4 separate regions of the Mus musculus genome follow, and regions 2, 3 and 4 are each linked to region 1. Evidence: chromatin contacts called from public Hi-C and HiChIP or PLAC-seq data. All regions are on one chromosome and are shown on one strand. Each heading gives the region's core, a stretch centred on a gene start, on an enhancer-like site or on the middle of the called end of the contact. The rest is flanking DNA. Distances are from core to core; before and after follow the strand shown. Region 1 holds the start of Tmem191c (transmembrane protein 191C). Region 2 holds the start of Thap7 (THAP domain containing 7). Region 3 holds the start of Aifm3 (apoptosis-inducing factor, mitochondrion-associated 3). Region 4 overlaps Ypel1 (yippee like 1).

What was found. Hi-C and Micro-C count contacts between places; a contact is called where the count stands out from the background. HiChIP or PLAC-seq counts read pairs in DNA pulled down with a chosen protein or histone mark.
Region 2: a FOXA1 HiChIP or PLAC-seq map of pancreatic cancer cells shows a contact between it and region 1. The contact joins the promoter of Thap7 here to the promoter of Tmem191c in region 1. A contact is called at or near these places in 5 of 484 Hi-C or Micro-C datasets (the G1E-ER4 cell line, the N1E-115 cell line and embryonic stem cells), 4 of 115 datasets of contacts at active chromatin or transcription factors (embryonic stem cells, fetal liver, pancreatic cancer cells and 1 more) and 3 of 9 other capture datasets (adipose tissue, liver and pancreatic islet).
Region 3: a FOXA1 HiChIP or PLAC-seq map of pancreatic cancer cells shows a contact between it and region 1. The contact joins the promoter of Aifm3 here to the promoter of Tmem191c in region 1. A contact is called at or near these places in 5 of 39 promoter capture datasets (frontonasal cranial neural crest, hippocampal neurons, liver and 2 more), 1 of 484 Hi-C or Micro-C datasets (embryonic stem cells), 1 of 115 datasets of contacts at active chromatin or transcription factors (pancreatic cancer cells) and 2 of 9 other capture datasets (liver and pancreatic islet).
Region 4: a contact with region 1 is called in a Hi-C map of cerebral cortex, with 4 times the contacts expected there. The contact joins the enhancer-like site here to the promoter of Tmem191c in region 1. A contact is called at or near these places in 4 of 39 promoter capture datasets (the C10 cell line, cranial neural crest, embryonic stem cells and 1 more), 2 of 15 datasets of contacts at CTCF or cohesin (large pre-B cells and pro-B cells), 49 of 484 Hi-C or Micro-C datasets (B cells, the C2C12 cell line, ECoMG myeloid progenitors and 20 more), 25 of 115 datasets of contacts at active chromatin or transcription factors (the SCID.adh cell line, astrocytes, craniofacial prominence and 10 more) and 4 of 9 other capture datasets (adipose tissue, embryonic stem cells, liver and 1 more).

Annotation. Positions count from the first base shown.
Region 1 is chr16:17,274,364-17,279,438 of GRCm38.p6, forward strand. Tmem191c (transmembrane protein 191C) reads left to right here and starts at 1,937. Exons shown (of 10, transcript NM_177473.3): 1 at 1,937-2,105; 2 at 2,271-2,394; 3 at 2,474-2,524; 4 at 2,599-2,676; 5 at 2,831-2,887; 6 at 2,979-3,038; 7 at 3,165-3,229; 8 at 3,306-3,378; 9 at 3,488-3,528; 10 at 3,609-4,298. The coding sequence starts at 1,951. The coding sequence ends at 3,813.
Region 2 is chr16:17,527,896-17,532,970 of GRCm38.p6, forward strand. Thap7 (THAP domain containing 7) reads right to left here and starts at 3,157. Exons shown (of 5, transcript NM_026909.2): 1 at 3,130-3,157; 2 at 2,883-2,962; 3 at 2,335-2,490; 4 at 1,040-1,180; 5 at 87-845. The coding sequence starts at 2,962. The coding sequence ends at 293.
Region 3 is chr16:17,489,226-17,494,300 of GRCm38.p6, forward strand. Aifm3 (apoptosis-inducing factor, mitochondrion-associated 3) reads left to right here and starts at 2,696. Exons shown (of 20, transcript NM_001291070.1): 1 at 2,696-2,878. The coding sequence starts at 2,848.
Region 4 is chr16:17,084,171-17,089,245 of GRCm38.p6, forward strand. It overlaps Ypel1 (yippee like 1), which reads left to right. Exons shown (of 5, transcript NM_023249.6): 5 at 346-2,566. The coding sequence ends at 432. It overlaps Ppil2 (peptidylprolyl isomerase (cyclophilin)-like 2), which reads right to left. Exons shown (of 21, transcript NM_001252444.1): 19 at 4,975-5,075; 20 at 4,575-4,696; 21 at 2,385-3,043. The coding sequence ends at 4,600. Among named protein-coding and RNA genes, the nearest start is that of Ypel1, 17 kb to the left of the region's middle. Within about 2 kb of position 2,876, at least 23 of the 459 cell types and tissues checked have an H3K27ac peak or open chromatin away from gene starts, as enhancers often do. A contact at or near this core is called in cerebral cortex, cortical neurons and memory CD8 T cells, where this site is marked.

The DNA.
Region 1 (5,075 bases), core at 687-3,186:
GCTGGAATTCCAGCTTCAAGGGATCTGATGGACTGCTGAGGCATTTGCACAGATGTGGTATACACACACACACACACACACACACACACACACACACACACACACAGAGAGAGAGAGAGAGAGAAATAAATTGAAGAAAATGATTAAGCAGGTTCCTAGGGAAGTAAGGGGTTGTGTCAAGACCAGCCTGGCTGCAGAATGAGACCCCTTGAGCTAACAGAACCCCTAGATCACAAAACTACATCCCTCCTTTTCTTACTCATACCACACAAGCCCAATCAAAGGTTCTCTAGAGCTGAAACCATGGAGAAAAGAGACCATCAGGCCACCCTAGCACCCAGGTCCTCCCAGGTCCTTCAGCACCACTCAGCACGGCACTATGCTAGGGAAAATCCAGCCACTGAGACCACGACAAAGTTTCATAGCACATGGGGGAGAAAAACATTAAAAATTTTAATTTTAAATGTTTTTCTCAAGCCGGGCACGGTGGCGCATGCCTTTAATCCCAGCACTTGGGAGGCAGAGGCAGGCAGATTTCTGAGTTCAAGGCCAGCCTGGTCTACAAAAGTGAGTTCCAGGACAGCCAGGGCTACACAGAGAAACCCTGTCTCGAAAAAACAACAGCAACAAAAAAATGTTTTTCTCAAAAGTTTAGCACTCCCTGCTTGGTCACTCAGAATCTAAGGTGAGGCACACCTGGTTTAGCCTGTAGTTACAGTAGTTACAGCTACTGTGGCTCTTAAGATTTATTTATTTTTATTTATTATTATTATTATTTTTTTTTTGAGACAGGATTTCTCTGTATAGCCCTGGCTGTCCTGGAACTCACTCTGTAGACCAGGCTGGCCTCGAACTCAGAAATGCGCCTGCCTCTGCCTCCCGAGTGCTGGGATTAAAGGCGTGTGCCACCACCGCCTGGCTAATTTATTTATTTTTAAAGACTTATTTATTTTTATTTATATGAGTACATTGTCACTGTCTTGAGGGCATCAGATCCCATTACAAATGGTTGTGAGCCACTATGTGATTTCTGGGAATTGAACTTATGACCTCTAGAAGAGCAGTCAATACTCTTAACCGCTGAGCCATGTCTTCAGTCCTTCTTTAAAAAAAAAAAAAAAAAAAAAGATTACACACACACATACACACACACTCACACACTATAGCTGTCTTCAGACACACCGGAAGAGGGTATCAGATCCCATTATAGATGGTTGTGGATCACCATGTGGTTGCTGGAAATTGAACTCAGAACCTCTGGAAGAGCAGTCAGTGCTCTTAACCATTGAGCCATCTCTCAAACCCTCTCATTTTTTCTTTCTTTTTTTCTTTGGTTTTTGTTTGTTTGTTTGTTTTTTCGAGACAGGGTTTCTCTGTGTAGCCCTGGCTGTCCTGGAACTCAGGCTGTAGACTAGGCTGGCCTTGAACTCAGAAATCCGCCTGCCTCTGCCTCCCAAGTGCTGGGATTAAAGGCGTGGGCCACCACACCCGGCCCTCATTTTCTTTTGAGTCAGGGTCTTGTTTAGACCTCTAGGCTGACCTTGAACTCTAGGTGATCTTGCCTCAGCCTCTAGTATTTTGGGATTACAAGGTACGGACCATCAAGTCTGGTCCTTCCTTAGAACTTTAGTAACTTTTTACCAATCAGATCTGGACTGTGATATTTTTGTTTTTTGTTTTGTTTTTCTTTTTTTTGAGACAGGTCCGCATGTAGCCTTGGCTAATTTCAAACTCCGTATGTAGCAAAGGATGACCTTGAACTCCTGATCTTCGTGCCCTCACACCTCCAAGAGATAGAATTACAGATGTGGGCAACCAAGCCCGGCTTTGTATACCTGAATTGGTCGGGCGTGATCCGTCTCGGTTGGGTTCGGGCGCCCTCTGCTGCCTATTGTGACGCGGGCCACCAAGTTACCCAGGCGGTGGAGGTCGGGGCGGAGCTCTGGAGCCATGACTGAGCCGCAGGAGCAGCTGCTGCAGCTGCAGAAGGACAACCGAGATGGCCGCCTGCGGAAGCAGGAGCTAGAAGAGCTGGTGCGTGGGCTGGAAGCCGAGAGCGAGAGCCTCACCGGGCGCCTGGAGGAGCTGCGGGAGCGCGAGCGCAGGTGCGAGGGCACCGAGGCCCCGGCAGGCTTGTTGGCAGTCTCGCTCCAGGCAGTGGGACCCTAGTCTGGAACTCTCAGGCTGGTGGCGGCTCCTTCCCAAAATATCTTGCTCCCTGGTTTTATCCCAGACCAATTCTCCGCCCCCTCTCCCCCTCCCCCGTGTAGCCTGCAGCGGAGACGAAGTCAAGCATCACGAGCCATTCGAGGCGAGGCATGTGAGGCGGCACGGGAGCGTGCGGAGCGGGCTCGTGGGCTGCTGGAGGCGGCGGAGCAGCACCGGCAGGACCTGGTGCGGGCAAGAGCAAGAGGCGGCTCCCGGGGTGGCTAGGCTGGAGGAGGGGCCTAGACAGCCTGGACCCTGTTCGCAGGAGCAACACAATCGGAAGCTGCAGGAACAGTGGGAGGAACTGTCCAGTCAGGTACGTGCAGTGTCTCAGATCATGCCCTAGTCCCCAAGATCCTTGAGCCAGGCACTCACGAGTTCGGTCCCCAGCTTTTCTACTATGGAGGGGAGCAGCTAAGTCAACAGCGAGCGGAGCAGCAACTAGGGAACCAGCTTGTGGCGCTGCAGGTACTTGGGCGGGGCTGTGGGCGGAGTATGGCTGTGGGCAGGGTTATGTGCATTTGTGGGCAGAGTATCAGCCTTCAAGGCCGGGGACCGAGCCTCGAGGCCCAGTGGTGTGCGAGGACTTCAGGTTCTTGACATCACTTGAATCCTCCCGAAGAAACATCTGGAGCTGGCGGAGGCCAAATTCAGCATGCAGGCAGAGGACCTGCGGCAGGTGCGAATGGCGCTGGACTCTGGGGGGGGGGGGGAAGGCGTGTGGGGAGGGCCTGTCATTGCGATGCTCATACCAAGCCCCTGGCTTCTAGGGTGCGCAGCGGACAGAAGAGGCCTGGGCCAGCTTCCAGGAGCAGAGTGGAGTCCTGCAGGTGTGACCCCTCGTTTCTGACAGCGGTTCTCTTTCGAATGCCCTGCGGCCTCGACTCTTTCTTCCTTACTCTCTGACTCGCGATGTAGCGCATCCTCTGCCCTGAATCCCTATTGCCATCCTTCAGGAGCTGCAGGGGAAAGTGATGGAGGCAGCAGCTGCGCTGGAGGCTACGCGCGGTGGCTCGGAACCGTAAGAATTGGGACTTGGAGGGCGTCGGAAGGTGCTAGGCCCAGCCTGGTGGCTCATCTCCGCGCCTGTCCTGCAGGTGGAACTCAGAGCCTCGTCCGGTGCAGGACTGCGCGGGCTCACTCATGGAGGAGGTGGCCAGGGCTGACTGCGTGAGCGTGGGCTGGGAAGCGCGGGCTGAAGCTGGTACCTGCCCACTAGATTTGGCTAGAGCCTAGCGGCTGCCCAGGCAAAAAACTGGATACAGCCCTTTCTCTGCAGGAAAAGCGACTGTTCGGTGGTACAGGCGCGGGAAGCCTCAGGTGAGTGGCTAGTGGGGGTTGGGCGGTCCGGGTTCCGGGTCCCAGAGCCACCACCCACCTGTCCGTTGGTGGTTCTGCAGGCTGTGGGCGCTGAGCGCACTGCAGACGTTGCTGCTGCTCCCGCTGGGTTTCCTGGTGCTGCCGCTGATTTACGTGGTGCTGGCGAAGCCTGACGCCGTTGGCCCGGGGCTCCAGAGTCTCGGCTCTGACGCGGTCTTCCGCCGGCTGCGCTACACGCTGTCGCCTTTACTTGAGCTGCGTGCGCGCGGATTGCTGCCTGCCTAGAGTGCATCATGTCGGCTTTGGCCGCTTGTACCTCTGTCTCCTTTGTGTTTTCTGGGTGCCTGCTTATATGAAAAGGGTGGGGGTGAAGTTCGTCTGTTCCGATATCACCTGAGTGCAGGGGTGCCTGTCTGTGGCGGGGCTGCTTGTGTCCAGGCCGCAGCCTGACCCCTCTAGGGGGCTCTTCTGAACCTGAGCTTTGGGTAGGATGGGTGTGGGTGCTGGCCTGTCGGGTCCCCTCCGTAGTGGGTGGATTATTTTCCCTGGATGCGGATGCACAGTTACTCCAGATCTACTTCAACGTTGGGGTTCCCTCTTGGGCAGGTTCGAGTTCGCCATACCTCCCTCACAGCATCTGAACACACCGGGTAGTGTATGCTTGCCACCGTGGGCTTTGTGGGGAACATGCAGTAGATAAGGATTGCCCTGCTGAGTGGAAATTAATCTGGGTTGAATTTCCAATAAACTCTAGACTACTTGTTTATTTATAGGTGTGTGGGGTTTCATCCCAGCTTTGAACTCACTATACAGCTGAGTGACCTTGACCTACCTCCCTGCTCCTGAGTGGATTATAGGCATGAGCCACCAGGGATGGTTTATTCTGTTCTGGGGATTGAACTCAGCTCAGCACTTGTGAATGCTAAGCTATAACCACAGCATTTAAACAATTACAGCTTTTTCTGTTAAGTTCATTGGAGACTCCCTTAACGGCCTAACAGAGTGGTCTGTAAAGTACCTTGGAATGGTCTGTTTAACTTGGAGAAAGCACCTGATGTGGTTTAGGTTCTGTAGCGTGCAGCGACCTATCAGTTGTATGCACTGGTGTCTCTCACTGCCTTGCAAACATAAGGTCCTGTGTCTGACCCTAAGAACCTATGTAAAAAGGCTGGATGTGGTGGTAATGTCAGTGACCCCTTGTTGGAGAGGTAGAGACAAGTGTGAATTAGTGAGCTCCAGCTAATGGGAACTGTCTCAGGAAACTGGGTGGTCAATTTCCAATATTCACACACAGTGTTTGACAACATCCCGGAATTCCTGCTCAGGGATTCTTACTGCCCTCTTGTTCCCTAACTGAGCACCAGGTATAGTCATTGTCTTACTTAGGGTTTCATTGCTGTGAAGAGACGCCATGACCATGACGATGCTTATAAAGGAAAACATTTAATTGGCACTGGCTTACAGTTTCAGAGGTTTAGCCCATTATCATCATGGTGGGAGGCATGGCAGTGTCCAGACAGACATGGTGCTGGAGAAGGAGCTGAGAG
Region 2 (5,075 bases), core at 1,907-4,406, 250 kb after region 1:
GGGAGGGGGCAGAGCTAACCTCTGAGGAGCTGACTTTCTTACATGAGTAACTATACAGGCAGAGGGACTGCAAACAGAGATTTAACCAGGGTCAAGAGGTGGCATGCCAGGATCTGAGCTCTCTAGGGTTTTGGCCATGGTCTGGGGAGGAGCCGGGCACCTCCAGCCAAGCCAAACAGCAGTCTCTTTCTAGCATCCACTTTATTGTAACATTTGGCCAGCCCAGTGGATGCAGTTCTGGTCAAGTGTCTCTGAGAAAAAGAAGCCAGAGCCTGGGCATGTAGTCCCTCTCTCAGGCCATACTGCTGCTCAACTGCATAGCAAAGTCCTGTACATGGTCCTTCAGAGTCTGGCGGGCATCTGCCTGTGCTCGCTTCTCCCGTGCCCGTTCCTGCTGCAGCTTGGTCAGTCGCAGCCTAAGCCGCTGCTCCCGCCGCTTGCAGGCCTGCAGCTGGCGCTGGGTCTTGTCCAGAGCATCAAGAGCTGCTTCAGCTCGCCTCTTCCAGAGCAAGGCGCTCCCCACTTGGTAGCTGTGCTCATTCTGGATGTAGGCTCCAGCAGGAGGTGGCAGCCGTAACATGTATGCAGATGGGGAGGCAGGCTGTGGCTCAAGAGGGGAGGGGTGCTGCTCTGGTGAGGGCTGTGTGCTACAGCCCGCTTCATCCGCCTGAGCACCTAGAGGGCCCAGGAGATCTGAGAAGGGGCTGTTAAGGCCAGGGTCCAGCCTCACAGCTGGGGATGCGGGCAGAGTGGCAGGTGCTGAGGCTTCTTCCACAGGGAAGCAGATGATATCGGCACGAGGAGGTGGAGAAAAGGGAGTTGTGGGTCCTTGTCTTTCGGAGCAGCTGGAGGGGAAACAGAAAGAAACTAAGGCATGCCAGGCTCCTCTCATTAGCCCATTTAGTCTCCCTAACATCTGAGCCCCCTTTACTGGGTCTAGATAGCAAAATAGTTCAGTGAAGATGCTGGCATTCACCCTAGGTCCAGCCCCTCAGCCCTGGGGTGAGGGTGGGGCATCCCCCGGTCCTGCAGCACATACCGCTTCCTGCATCGCCGGAGCCGGCTGACGTCAGGCAGGCCAGGTGGATAACCATGCCCCTTGGTCTTGGCTGTTCGACGCAACTTGGAGAAAGACTCAAATATGGTGGGGACTGCCCCCTCCTTCAGCCTGTGATACCCACTGTGGGGAAAAGCAGCCCAGATGAGCTGGAGAAAAGAACGCTGCCACGTCCCCTGATTCCCCACATAAGGCCCTGCAGAGGCGTAGGACCTCTAGGGATGAGAAAGGCCCCAAGGCACACTGCCAGTAGCAATCTCAAGAATGCCACGTGTGGTAAAATCAAACTCATCTTCCCTGTGAATGAGCTTCCCGGGTTAAGGTGAATGGAGAACCCACCAGCAGGGATAGGTGGACGGCTGGAAGAACTAGGTGCTAACCATCCTATGAAAAAGCTGTTTTTCTTTTGCATGGAGCGGCTAACCTCAGGTGACTTCCTTAATCATTCTCTACCTTTGTTTTTAAAGATTTTTTTCCTTAAAAACCTTTTTTATTTTTATGTGTATAAGTGTTTGCCTATGACTGTTCACCGAATGCGTGCCTAGTACCTACAGAGGTTAGAAAAGGATAAAGGATCACTTGGAACTGGAGTGAGCCAGTTCCAGTTCCAGACTGCTATAAGCCATTATGTGGGTGGTGGGAAATGAACACAGGTCTTCTGGAAGAACAGCCAGTGAGTGCTCGTAACCTCTGAGCCAGCTCTACTGATGTGTATGAATATTTTGCCTGCATGTACATATGTGTACCCGTGCCCTCAGAGGTAGATTGAACCCCAGTCCTCTGTAATGCTCTAAAATGGTTAAGCCATCTCTCCAGCCCTTCCACCTTATTTTTTTAAAGACAAGTTTCTCAACTCAACACAGGGCTCAACAACTCATCTAGACTAGCTTTTCCATAAGTCCTTGGGATCCCCTTTTTGTTTTGTCTTCTCCAGGACTGGGATTAAAGGAACAAGCAATCACATGTGGCTTTTTATTTGGGTCCTTGAATCTGAAATCAGGTCCTAATGCTTGCATACCACGTCTTTAGCAAAGGGGGCTATTTCCCCAGCCTGGAAAGCCTGATTTTCTCTAATGTCACTGGCACAGTGATCCTGGGATCATGCTTTAACTGTACAAAACTGGAAAGAGGCTTGGCACGCTTGACAACTGGTCTGCTTGTCTCTGAGCATGCCAGCGGATGTGCATGGACTCCACCAGGGCAAAGAGCTGCCTCGTTTGACCCACTGCTCTGATGCCTCACAACCTGTCCTGGTGTTAGCTGGCAGAAAGACCCACCTGATTCCCACCAGCTCAAAGCAGTTTTCCTCGAAGTGTTTGGAGCAGAAGTAGATGTACTCAGAGGTCGGATCCCACAGGCCCTGGCCGCTGGGGTCCAGCCGCTGACAGTTGGCCAGCCACAAGCCGCGCCTGGGGTTGTCTTTCTTGGGAAGTCTGCAGAGCCACAAAACCGTGAGCACCAGACTGTCTACAGTCCTGCGTTCAGGATGCCCAAGCTCCCCAAGCAAGAATGGCAGACCTCCCCGCGACCCTTTCAGATTACCACCCGCTGGGGGAAAGGAGAAACTGAGAACGAGAGAAAGAAAGGGGCCGGCTCAGCATCATCTAGCAGGAATGAGTCGGAGCTGTAAATCCAAGCCAGGTAAGCGTCCAGTCCTTTTTCCGGCTGGACTCGAGACTATGCGCCCTTCCCTGTCACCCTCCCGCTCACAAGTTCAAGCCTCACATCGACCTCGGGAAAGCGCCGTCTCCTGCGAGGCCTAAGGTGCGGCAACACCGGCGCCTGCGCTATGAGCCCTCGCGTGCCACTACGCACGCGCGCTGACCTGTGGAAGGAGATGCCGCGGTTGCGAGTCTCGCGCGTATCCCGTGTGCAGCAGCCGGCGGCGGAGCAGTGTCGCGGCATCTGGGGAAGGGGCGGGATCTGGGTGGTGGGCGGCAGTCGGGGGAGGACTGTCTTCACGCCCAACTGTCACTCCCTCCAGAGGGCCCGAGCCGGTCGGCTCCCCGAGGCCCGACCCCGTACCAGTCTTGTCCTAGCTCGTTCTATAGACTCCCGTCAGCGGTACTCACGGTCTTGCCATTGCTGCGCCGCCAAAATCTCGCGATGGGTGGATCGACGCGGAAGTTGGGAGCAGAGATACTCCGTCGCCCGTGGCGCGGGCCCCCAAGGGGCGGGACCGGAAGAGATCCTGGCGGGGCGGGCCACCGGATGTTGGGAGTGAGGGATGGCGATCGTCGCTCCCGAGTTGAGGTTTCTGCATCTGTAGTTTCGGGTCCCTGTTTTGTTTGAGCGTCTGTCGTTTGGACGAAGCAGCTGGGTGTGGTCTGTACTGCTCCCTGAACAACGTACGCGCACACTCTGGTTGAAAAAGATCCACCACCAAGAAAAACCTGGGCTCTTTACTGAAAGAACTCGGCCACGGACTGGTGGCTCAGCACTTGCTACCAACCCTGAAGATTGAATTTGATCCCCAGGACGCAACCTGCTGGAAGGAGAGAACCAACGTCCAGTAATTGTCCTTTGATCCCCATATACATGCACAAAATAAAATGTTAACGACACATTTAGAACATTTTCTTTTAATGGCCTTGTAAAGGCCTGGGTGAAGATAGTGACCTTATGGGAGGCCGTCCCAATATACTAAGTAGCAACTGTCCAGTTATCGGAATGTTCATTTTTCAAACCCTGAGACGCTAGCCGGTGTGTTCCGAGAGCACGGTTTCCCCAGTGATGCTTTGAAGGGGGATTTCTCTGACCACAGGATCAGGCGTTTTACATTCTAGGCTCACTTTTGTAGCAGGAACAAAGTCAGAAATGGGTTCCTTGGGTTTCTGCTGGGGGAAGAGAGGTGAACAATTACAATCTTGGGATGCAGAAGGGGAGGTTATGGGACTCCAGGCCTGAAGGGCACAAAGGCATACTTGATCTAAGTACCGGCGAGGTTGGGTAGCCTGTTATGCTCCTGTAGAGGAGTTGTCTTGGCTGAAAAGGTCATCGAAGCCCCTATTTAGTTGGTTTTGATTTTTCCTGATCTGTTGGAGGCATTCATCCCTATATAAAGCCTCCCATTGAAGGAATAGGGGGCAAGAAGGACCAACCGATGTGCTGGCTCAGTAGTGTACTTAGAGCTGCACAAGACTCAGAAGAATGGATTTGGCCCAGGGTGCATGAGTACCATCCTCCTTTTGATTGTCTAACCTCTTTTAATTCATTGGCCCAGTAGGGATACCAGTGTAGGGGCAGAGAGTAAGTGAGTTGAAAACATGGAAAACCCAGGTGTTACTTTATTTGTGCTGAAGTTTGGACGAATCTCTAATTTCACATAGTTGGTGGGTGTGGGAGGTAGAAGACAAAGAGCCTTCAAGAGTTCTATGAGTGTTCTTAGGGTGTGAGGGAGGCAGGAGGGGGCATAAGGCATCAGTGGGGCATAAAGAGGGTGTGTGTGGATGTGGCAGGTCATTTTCTAATATACTCAATGGCCTGTTCAAGGGCAGTGAGCTCCACCTAGGGGCAGTCTTCAGGGCGCTCCTCCACAAGATGTGGCCAGACAATAGACTTCACCTAGGTTAGAAGACTCCACCCTAGGTGGGCTAGGCAACTGTGGTAAAACAAGGTCTGATTCAGCCTGTTCAAGGCTAGCCCCGACCAAAAGAAGTTGCCCCTTCACCGTAGTCAGTCCCTTGCGATGCCTCAAATTGAAGGTAAAGGAAGAAGGAAGAACCAGCTGAGGATCCTCAGGTTGGGATGCTGATGTCCCTCAGAAGGAAATCCTTGCCATCTTCCGAGCATCCCTGTTTGAGCCCCAGATGTGGGTCCTTTGCTCCCGACTGGGCGTTGATCACTGGTGGTCTCAGGATGCAGAGGAGCTGGGGAGCAGGGTCTCAGGCAGTGGTGAGTATTTTATTGAAATAGTGGGGCTAACTGACGTAGCTCAAGTCAGAGGGAGGAGAGGTAAGTGTTGCAGCGGGGGCAGGGACCTTCCAAGTGTATTAGATTAGCAGACCACAGTCTGTCG
Region 3 (5,075 bases), core at 1,446-3,945, 220 kb after region 1:
TAAGGGCACTTGCTGAGTGGTTCCCAGAATCCGCGTTGCATGTTAACTCCAGTTCCAGAGGATTCAACGCCGCCTTCAGACTTCACAGGCACTGCATGTACATACTGCACAAACATACAAATGGGCAAAACACACACACATGAAATAAAAATATTTTTTAAAAAAATATTTCAGGCATGGCATGGTGACCTACACCTTTAACCCAAGCGCTCTGGAGACAGAGGCAGGTGGATCTCAGTGTGTTCAAGGCCAGTTTGCTCTACTTATGGGCTGCAGCTCCCCTGCCTCCCTGACTCAAACCCGGGCAGGTGGGCTAAGGGGGCGGGGCGGACGCCTCGGGCTCCAGGCCCGCAGTGTAGCCGCAGCGCCGGCCCCGCCCCCGCCCGCTCCGCCCTGCAGGCCGGCCGCAGCCCGGAGCGGATCCCGCCCGCCCGCCCGCGGCCACCAAGCCAGGTGAGCGCGCCTGTCCCTGTCCCGCACGCGCCCCGGGACAGCTCGCTCGCGGATTTCTACCCTGGTGGCAGAGTGAGGCACTCAGGAGGCTGCAGCGACCCCGGTCCTTGCTGCTGCTCCCCAGCACCCCTTTCGGCTCCCTGGAGCCCTCCCTACCTTGTGCTGGTCGGTTGGTTGGCTGCTGCTTCCAGCGAGGGAGCCGCAAAGAAGCCGGTAAGGGTGCTGGAAAAGGTTTCCGAGCCCAAGGAAACTGCACGTGCCAAGGCAGGGAGAGTGGACAGTAAGTTGGCGTTAGGGCCCCCGACAGGTGAATCACAAGCTGAGGCGCTCCGAGGCAGCAGTCTCCAGGGCCCCTGACGCCACCTAGGGCCTAGGATAAGCTGGGGGTTGGGAGTTGGGGGGACGGCCTCTCACTCAACACACACCAGGAGCGAAGAGTGGGACCTGGCATGGAAAAAGAAACAAGCTTCCTGCTGGCCTGCACCCAGGGGGGTCCCGGAGCCATGCGGAACCCTCTGTGAGGTGGGGGTAACTCAGAACCTGCTTCAGGTTGCTGGAGTTCCTGGGACATGGAGTGTCCACCCGATGTGTTTGTGCAGCGGGGCAGTGTTAGAACTTTTCTGGGCAACAAAATGCAGAGGTCTCTCCCCACAGGCCCAAGAAACTTTGTCTTTGAGTTGGAATCCCTGGCTCTAAGCTGGCCTTAGCACATCATAGGTGGAAGGCATGGTCCCCACCAAATCTCCCGCTAAGCCTGAGGCCCCAAGAATAAACTCCCGGAAAGGGAGGGACCCCAGATCCAAAAGCCAGTCTAGTCTGTTTGTACGATCTCAGCCCCAACAGGTGAGGGCTGAAACCAGACCGGAAAGAGGTGGGCAACGCTGAGACATGGGTGAAACCAGGACCTCTGAAAGGGTTCTCTGGTTCCCAGGAAGGGAGCTAGAGGGGCAGTTAGCAACTGAGTTTTATCCCTTGAGTTGTCTCCTCTTGCCCCGACAAGGGCCTTGGGTTCCTCACCTGTAATTTGCTTCGAAGGTCAGAAGCTAGCAGTGGCTGGTCCTTTCCCATTCTGTATTTCCTTCTTGACATGGGGACTGGGCTAACCTAGTGACTCCCAGCACGGTTCAGTGCAGGCTTCAGGAAGAATTTCCAGGTGACCCAGAGCCGACTGTTGGGTAGAATTTGGACAGATCAGTTGTAAACAGGGTAGTTACACCTTTGTCTTGAGCCTTCCAAAGTCCACATCTTCTAGAAGGCCCACCTATGGCCACAAGGACACAATGGCCACAGTGATCTGTTTACCAGGTAGTCTTGCTCTCCCGTTTGGAGCCTTAGAGTGACCTGAGCACGTCCCAAGGCCTTGCTTATCTTAGGATTTATTAGGGTGAGGAGTGGGGAAGACCACACAGATGCCCCTAACTGCTGCTTGACCTTGGTGAGACCTTGGACCCCAGTCTTTCTATCTTCTTCAGCACTGCACAGCCGCCTGAGGGGTGGGGAAACTTATGGCTGCTGGGCTGCTGGGCATGGGGCAGAGGCAGAGCTGTGCGCTTGGTTTCCCTCTTCCCCCAACCCCATCAGTCCTGGGCTGGCTGCCCGCTTTTTTCCCCACAGAGCTGGGTTTCCCTGGGGACCAGTGGCTTGGCCTAGCCCCACACCCACAGCCCCCTCCTGGCCACAACTCATGCTAGAAGGCGGGCTGGACCCTCCAGGACACTGGCCTTCCGTGCCCTGCTGACCAAGGCCCAGTAGTCTCTCTCCATTGCTGGGCTGGGAGCAAGGAGCAGTGACTCCCATGGAAAGAGGTAGGTGACTAGAGGTTGCTAGTCAGGGCAGTGGCCAAGGCTGGGCTGGGACCCTTGTCACTCTCAGTGGAAGAAGAAGGATTCTGGGGACTCTGGTTGTCAGGGTTTTCTGTAGACGTGGTGGTCTTATCTAGGGAAATGGAGAGTCTCAGAGTCTCCAGACTTGTGGGATTTAGAAAAGGGGAATCTAGGGCTAGGTCTATGTAGTCGCAGGTTTATGGGCAGTAGCAGATATTAGAGCACAGAGGGTCTCCAACAAAGGATGCAGTAAGGGGAATCTGAGGTTCCTATGCCTAGAAGCCTCAAAGGGAGACAGATGCCCTACAAACAAGATCTGCCCTCCTCATGTAAGACTCTTCCAGGATTCCTCAAAGATGCCTCTGACTCTACCCAGACCTGCATCAGTGCTAGGACCCAATTTCCCATCTCCCCTGCAGGTCCTAAAGCTGTCTAGCTGGCATGGCAGCTCTAGCGTCTCTGAGGGCCACAGGGGGTCCAGTCCTGCAGGGCACATCCTAGACCTTGGACAGCTGGACAGCCTGCCATCGTGCTCCCACCAGCCAGGCCAGATCCCAGGCCACCGTTCACCATGGGCGGCTGCTTCTCCAAGCCCAAGCCAGGTACCTCCCCTTCTCTGACAGCCTCCCCCTCCCTCTGTACTTCACCAACCTCCAAAGTAGGTCAGGCTAGGCAGGAGCCCAGAATGCTAATGCACTGCAGGCAAGAAGGGTAAAAACCTAGGAAAGCTCTCCTGGACTCCTCTCCTGTAGCATCCCCCTTTTTATTTGGGACTTTGGGTGTTAGTGGTGGGGACAACAGCTGATCCTTCTTAGAAAGTTGAGTCTAGAAGGTTCCTCTTATGCTGCGCAGAGCTAAGGGCTACTTCTCCATTCTGGAGAAGAGAGGCTTTGGGGGATGTTCTTAGCCACAGTGTAACCTCTTTGAGTCTCAATTTCCCTCTCTATAAAATAGAACTGGACACTGCCCTCTTAGGGTGACTGACAGGGTATCATGGACAGGTCCCTACTCTTATCATCCTGTGACATATCAGACATCATCTTGGCTTCTCTGGGCCTCATCTCCTGTTTTGTGTTTTTGTTTGGGTTTTTGTCTTTTGAGACAAGATCTCACTATGTAGACCAGGCTGGTCTCATACTCACACAGATCCTCCTGCCTGTGCCTTGCAAGTGCTAGGATCAAAGGCATGTACCACTCTTCTGTTTTCTCCATGTATATAGGAAATCTTGCCTAGCCCTAGAAACTCCAGCCAGGGGTAGGATCATTCCAAGGTACTACAGTACTTAGGATCTACCCTGCCAGGGGACTCATGTCTTTGGGTTTCTCCCTCAGTCTGCACATTCCTTCTACCCTAGTCGTAACATCCAGAAAGCAGAACCTGTAGCCATGACAGGGATGCAGAAACTGAGGACTTCAGAGCCCAGTGAGTGCTCCACCCACCCAACTTGCCCTGGCTGGCTCACTCTGCCAGCTTGCTCAGCTCTCCTTACCTGATACCCATCAGCTCGGTTACCTTGGGACTCATAAGACTTTTCTTCCTTTCTTGGGTCTGAGGTAGGACTTGGGGGAGAAAGCGGAGCTGTGACCCACCCACTGGCAGTATTGGTGAAGATTGTCCATCCTCGCCTGAGTCTGTGCCAGATCCTACAGCCTCTGCCATAGGTGCCCACTGTCTTTGTCTCAGTTTCTTCATAGAGTGGGCAGGAATGTGCCTGCAAGATCCCATGGGAGTCCCATACTGGGCACCTGAGGGACTGCTTGGCTGGCAGGACATGGTGGGGACAAGATGCCACTCAGTCTCAATGAGCTGGCCTAATCAGGGACCCCTGACTCAGCACTTCAGATCTGGAGCTAGCCATTATCCCCTGACCTGAATCTTGTCAGTTTGCTTTTGTAATTTTTTTTTTTAAGATAAGATTTCATCTAGCCCAGGCTGGCCCCAGACTCACTATGGGGTTGAAAATGATCTTAACTTAGCAGCCTCCTATCCCCCTCACTGGTGCTAGAACTGCAGGAGTGTACAATTATGATCACTTTTACTTAGTACTGGAGATAGAACCCAAAGCTTTGGGAATGCCAGGCAAACATTCTTCCAGTTATGATGTTTGGTTTTTTTAAAAAAATTTTTAAAGACTTATTTATTTTATGTATTTTATGTATGTGAGTACATTTTGCTCTCCTCAGAAGAGGGCATCAGATCCCATTACAGATAGTTGTGAGCACCACGAGGTTGCTGGGATTTGAACTCAGGACCTCTGGAAGAGCAGTCAGTGCTCTTAACCACTGAGGTATCTCTCCAGCCCTGTTTTTTAAATTTTTATTTTTATCATTTAAATTTTGTGTGTGTGTGCGTGTGTGTGCTCGCGTGTGTGTGTGTGTGCGTGCATGCGTGTGTGTGTGTGTGTGTGTGTGTGTGTGTGTGTGCGTGCGTGCGTGTGTGGGTGCGTGTGTGTGTGTGTGCGTGTGTGTGTGTGTGTGTGTGTGTGTATGTGTGCGTGTTTGAGTGTGTGAGTGAATGGAGGTGCATGCAGAGGTCAGGAGAAACAGGTGCCCTTGGACTAGGGTAATGGCTGTTCTGAGCCACCTGGCTGCTGGAACTCAAACTCAGCTTCTCTAGAAGAACAGTATGTGCTCCAGCACTGGTTCTGTTTTGTTTTTTGTTTGTTTATTTTTATTTTATAAAATGAGCATTTTTGTCTTCGTGTATATAAATGCATAGCATGTGTGCAATGCCTGTAGAGGCCAGAAGAATTCATCTGACCTCCTGAGCCTGGAGTTACACATGGTTAATTGTGAGCC
Region 4 (5,075 bases), core at 1,626-4,125, 190 kb before region 1:
AAAACACCACCTCAAACTCTTGGCCTGTGCGCGCACGCGTGCACACACAACACACACAACTTCACCTGTGTTCCACCACCTGTATTACTCTGAAACATCCACATACATCACCTAGTGAAGTGTTTGTGGTGCTGAGAAGGGATCCCAGGGCCACAGGCACACCATACAGTACACACTGAGCTACAGCCCCAGCCCCAGAAACAGAACTGAGTTAACCTTGTTCCTGAGTGTAATGACCCAGTCGTCATCCCCCTGTACTGCCCAGTGCACAGCTCAGAGATAATGACTGTAGTAAAGCAGGGAAGTAAACATGTGTCCTGAAACCTCTCTACTTTTCCCCTCAAGGAACATGCCTTTGAGAGCAGTCAGAAATACAAGGAAGGAAAATTTATTATTGAACTTGCCCACATGATCAAAGACAACGGCTGGTAAAGTGAAGCGGTCCACTCCTGTTTGAATCCTATTTTATGAAAGCTGAGTGTACAGAAGACCTAGCTTCTTGGTGACAATGCTTCTTGAACTTAACCTCACAGGCCAGCCCAGTCTCAACACTTGAAGGTGTCTCTCTAGGCTATCCACTTGGTAAGGTGCCCATTTGAATCCCTGTCGTGTACAATGCGTTTTTGGAAGTCTGAGTTCTTTTTCTAACATCTTAAGTTCTAGAGAAAGAATTGACCAGCTGGTGACTCACCTGCCTAGTGAATACTTTCTTTTACCCTACGCCTGCAATGCCTGGCTGTGTTCTCACCAAGCCCAAGTCCCTAAAAGCAGAGAAGCAAGGTCTCCTCACAAGCAAAGGCATAGTTACCAGAAGTAAAGCATGTCTCCAAAAACTGAAACCAGCCACTGGTAACATGGAAGAGAAGCTAGGAAGCAAGCATTCAGTGTACATCTTAAGCAAATAGGGAGGTTCCTGATGTAGAAGGCGAGTGACTTACTGGTGGCTGAACGCTCTGTCCCAGGGCTACCCAAGTCTGCCACTGAGCTGACTCCCTTGGTGCTGCGGCAGCACAGCGGCTCAGAATGTAGGGCTGGTCCCTGCCACAGAGCAACAGGCTGGGTTTCACTTTATACCCTGGATGTACTTGAAATAGTTATGCATACAGAGGCCAGAGCCAGTACGGGAAACTGCAAAACATGAGAGTTTTCCAAGGTAAAGGAAGAGTTAGCTTAGTATGGGAGCTACCTTTTCTGCCTGGAATCACCTCATGACCTGACAAGGGAGGATCTGGGCCATCCCCCAAGCCCAGGCTCTCAGATTTTAAGTCACAACACATCATACTCTATAAGGAGTGGCCAATTTGCAGAGAGGATGGAGGCCAGAACCATTCCCAGATAAGTTTCATTGTTTTGTACCCTCCCCAGGGCAGAAGGGCAGGCAGTAGGCCTGTGAAGGCTGAGAGCCCTTGAGCTGCAAAGGCAGCATTACAGGAAAGCGCTTAGCACCGGCTGCTCTAGAGCTGCCTGGGTGTGGTAGTCAAAAAGCAGTTTCTATCTAGACCTTTGGGCTCCAGCCCCAGACCTGCTAAACCCACATCCTCTGGCCAGCACAGGCACTCGCTACTCCTCTTCACTTCAAAACCTACATTTTGGTGCCATTTCTTTGCCCAAGATTGGAAGGCTGGTAATACAGGAAATGCCTGCGCAATGCTGGTCCTAGCCCAAGCTGCTTTTTCCCCAGCTACTTCCAGTTTCCCTCTAGACTAAGGCTGGCAAAGCAAAGTGACTCTACCAGTAAGGTAAGTGCTGAAACTCAGCACAAGCAGCCGTGTGACCTTGGCAAGGCTCAGGGCCATCCTTATCTAGGAATGAACACTGGTCAACAGTCTGCTCAAACTGGACATGCCCGCCTGGCTAGTTTTTAATACTTTTCAGAGTGGGAACTTGGTGGCTGAGGCATGGGCGGCTTTCCCCAGTGGGAAGGCGGCAAGGGAGACAGACCCGAGTACGTCCTTATAGATGCCTCAGTAAAGCTGAAGAGTCTTGGAGAAGTCTTCTGTATATACTAAGATTATATTTAGACTTTATGCTCTGGGCATGCTATCTGCCCCTCAACTGAGCACTCTGTATTATCTTTTGTGAGAGCTCTGACTGGAACGTTTTTGCTAGTACTCTATATGACTTACCTGTATTGGGGAGTAATGGATATAAACAAACCATTTATCAAGGTTTTTTTGGATTTTGCGTTGGCCTTCTGTGAAATATAAACCAAAAGAACTGACCATGAGCTGGCTTCAGGGTAAGTGATGCAAGACCACAACCAGGCATGCTGGTAAACCACTGAATGTCTCACCTCCTTACATTTGTAAACAGCACCATTCTGTGACTATTTTAAAGAGGTTTCCTCAGAACAGTGGGAGGTGATACCAGGTCATGAACGCCACTTTGCTTTAGAAATGTGGTTTATTTCCTTGTTGTCTTGTTACTGTATACATAGTATTTTTATACCTTAATGCTTATTCTTGATGGCATCTGTCAGGTATTTGAAGAGATCAGAAATGAGATTTTTTTTCCCCTCAAAAGTCCTTTATTTTCTGATGAGCTCATCAGGCAGTTTTCAAAATCCAAGTGTCTTTACTGTCTAAAACACTACCATTTAAGCTATAGACAACCGACCCATGGAAATGCAAGCCCTGGTGGTCTGTCCTCTGTGCTGGAGGACAGGAGAGGACACAGCTGCCTGCCCTGGGGACAGGTGTCGGCTGCTGAGCAAGGCTGACTGCAGTGCTGTGGAACCCACAGGGAGTTCACCAAGAACAGCAGGACCAGCAAGCTCGAGCAAACAGAGCGCCTTGGCCTCCCTGTCTCCTAGCCAAAGCTGTCAGCCCTCTGTGGCGTGTCTGTGGGAGGTATAAAATAAAGCTCCTGTCGTCACACAGCAAGGTTCCCAGGGTGGGGGTGGAGGTGGGGGCGGCGGCGAGCCACGTTCGTTCCTGCAGCATCCACTAGGAGCAAAGGATCAGGGTCTCAGAGCCCGCTGAGAACCGAGGGCTTCTGGGGTCCTGATGCTTCTGACACCACCTTGTAGTAGCTTGTGAGTGGCCTGAGAAGAGTGTGAGAACACAGTTAGGCACCAGCAGCCTCTGTCCATGCAGGGCTCCCTGCTGCTGCTCTGCCCTGTTTAAATTTTTCTTTTTCTTTTTTTAAGACAAGGTCTCATAACCTGCCTCTTTTGTTTCTTGTTTTTACTTTAGAGGACAGGATCTTGCTGTGCGGCCTTAACGATCCTCCTGCCTCCACTGTATCTAGCCCCACATTGCCTATAGCCAGAGGAGTCAACAGAGGGGTATAGGAAGGCAGGCTGAAGGGCAATGCAGTCTGGCATGTGAATTGCCATCCCAGGCAGGTGGCTATAGTGTACCGGGCTGGGGAAGTGTCAAGAACAGCCATGGGTGAACAGCAGTCATCCCTGAGATCATGCAACAGCAGCTGGAAGTGGAGAGGGAGGGCAGTAGAGCAAGGCAGACTCCCAGAAATACAGAAGGCCTATGGTTTTAACATCAGAAATATAAACAGGTACTAGCTACACCCCAGAACCAAGAACTTCGGAGATTTTGTGGATTCAAGGTTTAGGGTAAAAGGTCAAGCCTAAGTTACAATGTAGTGTGGCATTCTCTAAGGACAGTGCTTAGTGACAGAGAACATAGTGACTGACACGACACTGCCCACACTTGAGAATCAGCTGTGGAAAGGTTCCCAGGGAGCAAAGCACTGTGACGAGCAGGTGGCTGTGAGTGATTTGGACACGTGGGCCCCCCGAGGCCTTTTCAGCTGATACCCTGACAACTGTCCTAGAATCAAAAGTCAAAAGCTAGGCATGGTGGTGACTGCCTTTAATCCTACTTGGGAAGGTAGAGGCAGGTGAATCTCAGAGTTCAAAGCCAACTTAGTCTTACATAGTAACTTCTAGGACAGCCAAGGGTAATGCAGACAGACTGTCTCAAAACATGAGTAGGTGACTGGTCAGGAGAAGTCAGAAGGAAGCCACCTCTTTGTAAGGACCTTTGGCTCTCATAAGAGCACATACTAACTGGGCTCAGCAGGTCACCATCACGGATGCAGAAAGGTAGGCGACAGAGTAGACAGGACAATAAACACGCTTGTCCCAAGCAAGGGAGTACAAGTGCTTTGTGGAAGTGGTGTCAAAGTAAGACCATAAGACCCCATCACAATAGCCTGGGAGTAGAAGCTCCTGCCTCACGATCCAGACTAGGTAGGGTCTGAGTGAGGACCATTTCCAATCTCCTTATCTAAATTTCTCTGAGATCGGCTCCCTATATAGCCAGGGTTGGTCTTGGTATTCTGAATGTTGGGACTACAGGAGCCCCTTGAAAATCTCCATTTTTAACAGGACACATAGGTGGCAGCACTGGCCAAGAAATGTGTTGAGTGTGCACACAGCCATCCTGAGGCAGAGACCACGGCACCAGATGAGGGTGGGGATGCCAGGAGTCCCAGGGGCTCAAACTGGACCCAGGTCTTAGGCAACAGGTTTATTGGCTCATAGCCCAAACTGATGGCAAGGGCAGAAAGCTCAGGGACAGCCCCAGAAGCCCACAGCCCTGCATCCCTACCAGGATCCCTGAGGCCAGCCTGCTGCTACCAGGAGCTGAAGTCCCCAAAGCCCCGACTGGGCCTTTTCTTGGCCGTGGGGGTGGCAGTGCTGGTCGATGGTTCTTCCTCTGCTGATCGTTTCCTGAGACGTGAAGAAAAATACTGCAGTTGCCACAAAAGAGCCAGGAGCCTATGCTTGCGAGTCCCTTGAGAAACTATCCACAGATAGCCTTCCCTTCAGAAGCCCCCCTCCACAGTGCTGCTCCCACACAGCCCAGCCAGTAAGGCATCCTTGCCTGCACCAGGCCTTATCAAGCCCCTCAGTCTTAGTCTCCAGTCTGGCCTGTGCTGCTCTTGCTGGCTTGGTAATCATGAAGCACTATGAGGCTACGGGAGATGCTGCCCATCAGTCACACTCACGTGGCCGCAGGGTGGATGTACTTGCCCACCCCCTGGCGGTATGTCTGGGGTCCCTGGTTTCCAGGCTGGGGCTGACTCATCTTGACCTTGGCCTCTGGATC